Regions from separate parts of the Gossypium arboreum genome. Here region 2 is linked to region 1. The links are chromatin contacts, called in public Hi-C maps. All regions are on one chromosome and are shown on one strand. The core of a region is the stretch at or near the end of the contact, and the rest is flanking DNA. Distances in the headings are between cores, read along the strand shown. Region 1 holds the start of LOC108462547 (phosphoribosylamine--glycine ligase-like). Region 2 holds the start of LOC108475880 (GTP-binding protein ERG).

The links. Hi-C and Micro-C count contacts between places; a contact is called where the count stands out from the background.
Region 2: a contact with region 1 is called in a Hi-C map of leaf, with 3 times the contacts expected there. The contact joins the promoter of LOC108475880 here to the promoter of LOC108462547 in region 1. A contact is called at or near these places in 2 of 5 Hi-C or Micro-C datasets (both in leaf).

What each region holds. Positions count from the first base shown.
Region 1 is chr2:107,397,943-107,401,644 of ASM2569848v2, reverse strand. It overlaps LOC108462547 (phosphoribosylamine--glycine ligase-like), which reads right to left and starts at 1,879. Exons shown (of 5, transcript XM_017762749.2): 1 at 1,677-1,879; 2 at 1,076-1,352; 3 at 319-692; 4 at 1-239. The coding sequence starts at 1,328. LOC108456590 (shaggy-related protein kinase kappa) reads right to left here. Exons shown (of 13, transcript XM_053025132.1): 13 at 3,576-3,702.
Region 2 is chr2:107,600,307-107,604,008 of ASM2569848v2, reverse strand. It overlaps LOC108475880 (GTP-binding protein ERG), which reads right to left and starts at 2,039. Exons shown (of 8, transcript XM_017777876.2): 1 at 1,278-2,039; 2 at 1,093-1,182; 3 at 615-760. The coding sequence starts at 1,784.

The DNA of each region.
Region 1 (3,702 bases), core at 630-3,129:
ACCAGGGCAAAGAATGATGCTTCTTCTCCTTCGACAAATTCCTCGACAATAACCTGGTAGCCTGCGGAACCAAAAATGCCCTCTACAAGCATTGAATCAACGGCTTTGTAGGCCTCCTCCAATGTTGTAGCAACAGCAACTCCTTTTCCAGCAGCGAGTCCATCTGCTTTGATAACAATAGGTGCTCCTTGCTCTTTAATATATTGCTTTGCAGCTGATGCATCTGAAAATGTTTGATACTAAACCAAACATTTAAAAGAAATAAGTAACCAAAAGCAATAATGGTAAAATGTTTTTTTGCAAACAAATGAAAGAAACCTTAGCAGTAGAAATCCCATATTTATGACATATAGTCTTCATGAAGTCCTTAGAACCTTCCAAAGCTGCTGCCTCAGCTGAAGGGCCAAAAGTAGGAATTCCAGCCGTTACCAAATCATTGGCAAGACCTGAAACAAGGGGAGCTTCGGGTCCAACAACCACCAAACCAACACCCCATTTGCTGCAAAAAGAAATCACAGCTAAGCTATCAAAGATGTCAAGGTCAGGAATACAGGTTGCATTCCCCGAGGTGGAAATCCCCGCGTTGCCTGGTGCACAGAAGACAGCATCGCAAGACGGCGACCGCTGCAATGCATAGCAAAGAGCGTGTTCTCTTCCGCCTCCACCAATAACTAGAACCACCACTCTCTCCGCTGCAGTAGCCAAAGACAACATATAGTTGAATATTCATAACTCATTTCATATCAATCCTTTCGGTCCTATTGTTTAAATGATAGTTTAATTTTGCCTCCAGTCACTCCCATTTAAAAAATAGAGTTAAATTGATAATACATCATAACGGTCAAATTAACGGTGTCAACCAATGTTTTTGAAATCGGATAGATAAATCAAATCAGTCGAGACAACCCCAAGAAAAAAGTATCACACAAGAGTCCCATCTTTTTCTTTGGCTTACCATGAAAATAAAAAAGGAAAAAAAAAGATGAACCACAAACAAGAATAATAGAGAAAATGGAGGAAAGGGTAATCATAAAAATAGAAAAATAAACGAAAAGGGGGTGTTGCAGAGTCATACTGTTATTGCCATATGTATCAACTGAAACGGAGAGCTCTGATGTCTGAGAAAAGCATGTGAAAGTAGTAGAGGACCATCGTGAGCTATGATGATTGATGCTTAAGCTAAGAGTTCCCACACAGGAAGAGGAACTACCAAGCACCAAACTTGATGGTAAAGCGGAAGAATGAAATTGAGAAGCAAAGATGCCGCTAAACCTGTTGTTGGTAACAAGCTTTGGATAAGGAGGGAGTCTAAGGGTAGTAAAGGCCATACTTTTTCTTCTTCAAGTTCTTCTCTGCAATATGGAAACAAACAACACCTGGTGCTGGCGGGTTTTATTGTCATTTATTGAGAAAGAAAAATACAAGCACAAGTATACAATTATAAAAATATAAATGAGTAACTACAAATCACAACATATAAACATCAATTCAAATCGTAATTTTGTATTCAATATACGTAAGATATTAGTAAGCATTACGGGGCAAAAGAGTGACATCTCTTTCTTTTTGTTTTCTATACTAATATAAAGCAATGGGTATTATTAATCAAATGAAACAGTGAAATAGAATAGAATAGTAAGTAAAACAACAGATATTTGTGGGAGAGAAGACCTTACAAGTGAGACCAAGCCAACAGAGAAGCTTGAGATAGCAGCAGATAAGTTAGAAGTGAAAGTGAAAGGCAGCAAAAGTTTTTAAATTTGGGTATGAGTGATGATGATGCAGTTTATATTGCGTGTGAAAAAAGTGAGGAGTGGAGATGAATATAGATAACTGTGCAGGAGACGAAAGTTACAAGTAAAGGATAAATAAAAAAGGTGTGCTAATTCTGCTCCTATACTATGTGCTGCTCTCTGTTTTGCATTTGACATGGTAATGTCTGAAAGTGGATTTGGATTTGGATTTTTTCCACCAATATCAACTCTTGTTTTCCCTTTCTTTTTCACCCCAATAAAGTAAAATGCCCCCACAATCATTTAAGGTTTGTGTATCTGTGTAGTTCATTTAATTATTTAGTGTTTATACCAAGTTTAGTTGAGATGAATGGAATAAAATTATAATCAGTAATTCAATTGTTTGATTTAATAGAATTAAATAAAATTGTAATTGTATTTTCATGTTTAGTTTAATGGAATAGATGTTGTAACAACATAAGAAAAAATATTTAAATGTCCAAAGTACCCTTAGCAAAATTCTTTTAAGATAGATAATTATTATTATTAAATTTTAATAAAATTATTATTAATTATAATTTAATAAAATAATAATAAATAATTTAATAACGTTCTTAATATAATTATTATTAAAATATAAATTAATAATATAAAAATAATATATAACCTACTTTATTGAAACAAAAATACATTACTTTAAAAGTAATAATGCCTTCAATATTGCACAAAAATTATATAATAGGCTGTAAGGAAAAAAATTAAAAATATACTATGAAAATTGCATGAAATTGTATTTACATATTATATTTACATCTTGCGTTTTAAAAATATCCATCGCAAGCATCACATTGCAAATAAGTTGATGAGGTTTTAGCTTTAGAACCATTCCAGTCTTGTTAAAGAGTATAAGCATGACATTCACAAATAAACAACCATTCTGTTAGCTACAACCAAACATATTAGTCAATATCCAAAAATTTACAAGTGAACATCTTCGGAATGAAATGAGAACCCAAAACAACACTTAGAAACATTTCTTGCTAAAACGCTTTAATTGGGTGTAACTTTCATGTAACGGTATTTATACCCATTCTATATTATTTATTATTCATTTTTTCACGTTCAGGTAACCCCTTCAATGTCGCAATCCACCATTTTAGCATGTTGGTGCTTGATGATTTGAAGCCACGTCCAGCATTCCATGTTAACCTTTTAAAGAAAAATGCAAGAGCTCAGGTGGTACCAAACTTGGAACCCCCCTTCTCGAAATCGATCAAGATGGTCAACCTAAGGTGGATCTTAAAGCTGTCTTGATCAAAAGAAACAATCTAGTTGTTACTCAGTGGTTGGTGGAATGGTCAAATTTGGGTCTAGACGAAGCTACATGGAATGATTTCTTCTTTTAATCTTTGGGGACAAGGAACAACAGGGAATGAAGGTAATGTTATGAAAAAGACAACTGGAAAGGGTAATACGATCAATTTCTATGGAAGGGCACAGGTAGAGGAAACACGTGGCGTAAGCTATGATGATGAAGGATGAGAAGAAATCTAATAAAATAAGAATTTTATATTGTTGAAACCACCTTGTCCTTTTGTTCAGAGGTCCTATTCTTTTGATTACATAACAATCTCCATTTTTTCCCTTCTTTTTTCTTTGCCAAAATTTTAACCCGATTCGATTCTCAACGGTTCATTTATTTTCAGATTTTATGGAGGTGATTGGACCACCAAACCTACCAAATCCTCATCCAACCAATTCCAAATTGATTTCTAATGCCACAAGCCAAACTTGGTTGGATGTTATTATAACAATCACAGGGGAAAAAGTCCATGGTCCTAATTTGAATCCTGAATTTAAAGACGATGACATGAACTTAGTAAAGCATCTCACAAATAAGTATACATAAAATGTTATAGTAATTAAGATGATTGTCTTCAAAGGAAAAAACAAAAAAAAAAAAAACAAA
Region 2 (3,702 bases), core at 790-3,289, 200 kb before region 1:
CATACCAAACTCCTTAACCAAGAAATAGCATGCAACCATTCATCACCCATTCCAAGTGCCTCGAATTGCAGTCAGAAAATCAAAGCCACATCCCTTAAAGACCTTGACCCTTTTAGGAATAGGTTAGATCCACCCGCTATCTCTAATTTGTTACAAGAAAGCAAAGCAGCTTCCCTCATGAAGAACGTTTGGTACACCATTACAAGATAAAACCATGTAGTATAGTCTACAGATAACAGAAGACTGATGATAGATCTCGGTTGAAGTCCCTGAGGCAAATAGATCTACAATGATGATGAAATGGTAACAGAAAAGCTATGAACTACACTGGTTTCCAAAGGTTGCACTGAAGACTAAGAGTTAATCAAATTGACCATACAATCAGCAACCTCTCTAGATAATGCAGGATGGTAAGCAAATGGACAGGATGAGTGGAAGCTAGAAATCCTGGAATCAAGCTAAATGAACAACAATGTATTGGGCAGTAAAAGAGATGATAAAAAAATGAATCAAATCAGAAGCACACCAACAATAAGGTTGCTACATGTCCAAGGAGAAAATTAATATAAAAGTAAAAGAAAGTCAAAATATCAGCTGTGTAGTGTATCACTAACTTTGTAAGATGCCTATGGACATCAAAAATAACCATGAGCACATCATAGAGATTAACTGAACTCCAGGCACTCTCGACGCGAGCCTTCATATCTTTGTGAAGATATCCACTTCTATTTAACATTAGTCCAGGGGTATCAAAAAAGCACTGCATAATGTACACACCAGATTAGTAGAATGATCTTCCTACAGGCCACTATAACAATAAAGCAAGAGTAAAAGATGAGTTCCCCACACATGAATTCCCAGGAGGGCGAGAAAGAAACATGGAATCATAACAATCCCATTTTCTGAAATTTAGTATAAAAAACGAGATAGAAAGCCAGTAAAACAGTTAAAAGTAACACAATTGAACAAATATTGGTGTGTCTTGCAGAAAAAAACAGGGTGTACTGTATGTCACAAAGGAGAAGGAAAATTCCAAAAGCAAACAGAGAAGTGAAAGCATAGTAATAGGAATAAACAAAAAAAGGAACATACAATTTGGGTATCCCTTTTAGTCATGACCCCTAAAACTTCATGTGTGGTTGTGTTTGTCTTCCGTGACACAGCAGCAACCTTAGTCCCAACCTTATAAAAAACGCATTGGAGATATTAATTAGTTGTGATATGAATGATGCGCCAGTGGCTAAAGAGAAGGAAATAGAATGAGCTAATGAACAAACCATAAAATTAGTAATGGCTGACTTTCCAGCATTGGGGGCGCCAATTATCCCAACGGAGAGAGACTTCTGGTCCTCTTCCTTGACCTCTTGGTCCTGGTCGGCATCCTCGTCAGGGCCCTCTAAGGCTGCCTCAAGCAAGGCTTTTGCAAGAATCCTTCTCCTGCTCTCCTCTTCCTCTTCCTCTTCTTTAACTTTGCTGTGGCGGAGATCGCCGTTGGAGAATATCCGCTCAACTCGTTGCCTATGGTGGACATGCCAGGTAGGTTGTTGAGGGGTAGTTCTGAGGGTATCGGGGATGGAGAATTGGGCACTGTCAAAGTCAGAGATAGCGCTGTTGTTAGAGTGGGACTCGTCCGAATCATCTTGGCGTTGCTGGGTTTGGGCTGAAAATAAACGATAAAATAGGCGGTGATGATAATGGGGATGATGGTGGAAAGTGTGTAGTTGGCGAGGATAAAGAGAAGTAAGATGTGTGACTGCTGTCAAAGCCTTCTTTGTTGTATTCATTGGATTTCTATTATCTTGGATTTGCTTCCGTTTGTTCTCGGTAAACACACTGCGAGCGTCCTGTAGCTGTAGGGCGAGCGGTTGGGGTGGTGGTGATGATTGCCGAGTGCCGAAGACGAGAAGCGTTTTGGGGTTTTGGGGTTTTAGAAAAACACAAAAGTTTTGGAGTAAAGGCCTCTCAGGAGCCCAATAGCTCAGGTCAGGCCGAGGCAATTGAGGTTTTATTCCCCTATCCTATAAAATGTGTTGTCAAATACTCTATTCATAGGTATCCAAGTCCCATAATGGAAATTTTAGTTCAGATAATTTTAATTTATTGATTTTAGTTAGAATTATATTAGTTCTTAATTTATTTGTGTTGTAATAGTATGATTATACTTTGTGGTTCCTTGGACAGTCCGTTTGTAATAGTTTAATACTTGTGATTATTTAGACTTGTATTTGTAATTGCATTGTACTTGTTACACTTCAAATATATACATGGGATGCAAAATATTTTGGTATAATGACTTACTTGGCCCTTCAATTTTACAGAAAAAGTTATTTTAGCCCTTAATTTAATTTTTCACCTCTTTTAGCCCTTATTTGTGTTGTTTATCAAATCACCGAAAAATGGATAGAAAAGTTAATTAATTACTAACATCGCATACACGTGGTTGCCGTGTTAGTAAAGTTAACATTTATTATATTTTCCATCCATTTTGGGGTGATTTGACAAATACTACATGTTCAAGGCTAAAAGAGACGAAAAAAATAAATGAATGACTAAAATGACTTTTTTGTAAAGTTGGAGGGTAAAATAAGTTATTATGCTAAATCTTTACTTTAAGTGCGAGATTGTTAAGATTTGTCCCATTTTCATTGTAACACCCCAAACCCGGCCCAGACGTTATGACCAGATCCGACATGCCACATCGAAGCGTTCAAAACATTTTATATTGTTGATCCAGAAAAACTTACTCAGTGTTTTAAAAGATAATTTCAGTATAGGTTAAAGTAAATGGAAGCTATGCACCAGGTAGGAAACCGGAAAAGAGGTGGTGAGTCCATCGGACTACTTAAGTACCAAGCTCCCTTCGGATCCAATCCTAGACATGCATACCGCCATTGCCACACCTTAACGTCATGGATATTTCTAGGAAATCGATTTGATTAAGTCATTTTTAGGAAAAATGATTAATTTTGGAAAATACTTTCATTGCGGAAGCTTTGCTTGTTGTCGTGTTATTTTGAAATCAATTGTTGTTTTTGAAAAATCGCCCTAAAGCTATCCAATTTCAACAGTAAAAATAAGTAATACCTATCTTAGTAATACATACTAAAACCATCAAAAATAATTAAGCGGCCTTATTACATTTAAAAACCCAAAACTTCAAACGTAAATAAATGGATGTCCAGTTCACCAGAAGAAAATCAAATTTTCAGAACGGGTGGCCACTCCGAACTCCCTCACAGCTCCAAGCTCACTATGGTTGGAGATTTCCTGCGTGGATAAAAATAAAAGGGGTGAGTTTGGGGAAACTCAGTGTGTAAGAAAAACCCATTCAAAGCCCAAGTCGGCTCCAGCCCATTGGGCCTAAGCCCATTCAGTGTACAGTGGTCTGGGCGAGCCCTTTTGATTACAATAAAGCGGGCCTTAGCCCTTATTCAGATAACAATATGGCCCATAGGCCCATTTTAAAATACATGCAACATCAATAACATATGCAAGCCCATTTGGGAGACTACTCAACCCACCAACCACTACACTCCACCCGTACCAGACCATACACTCCATGTGGGATAGCTCAACCCACCCAAATTTAACACTCCACATTTGACATTCTTTGCTCGTTAACGATAAATTGAGGCAAAGCCTCCAAGTACATGGACAAGCCACTTTCAGTACTTCCTCCGTCAATACCCCAATCTCATGCAT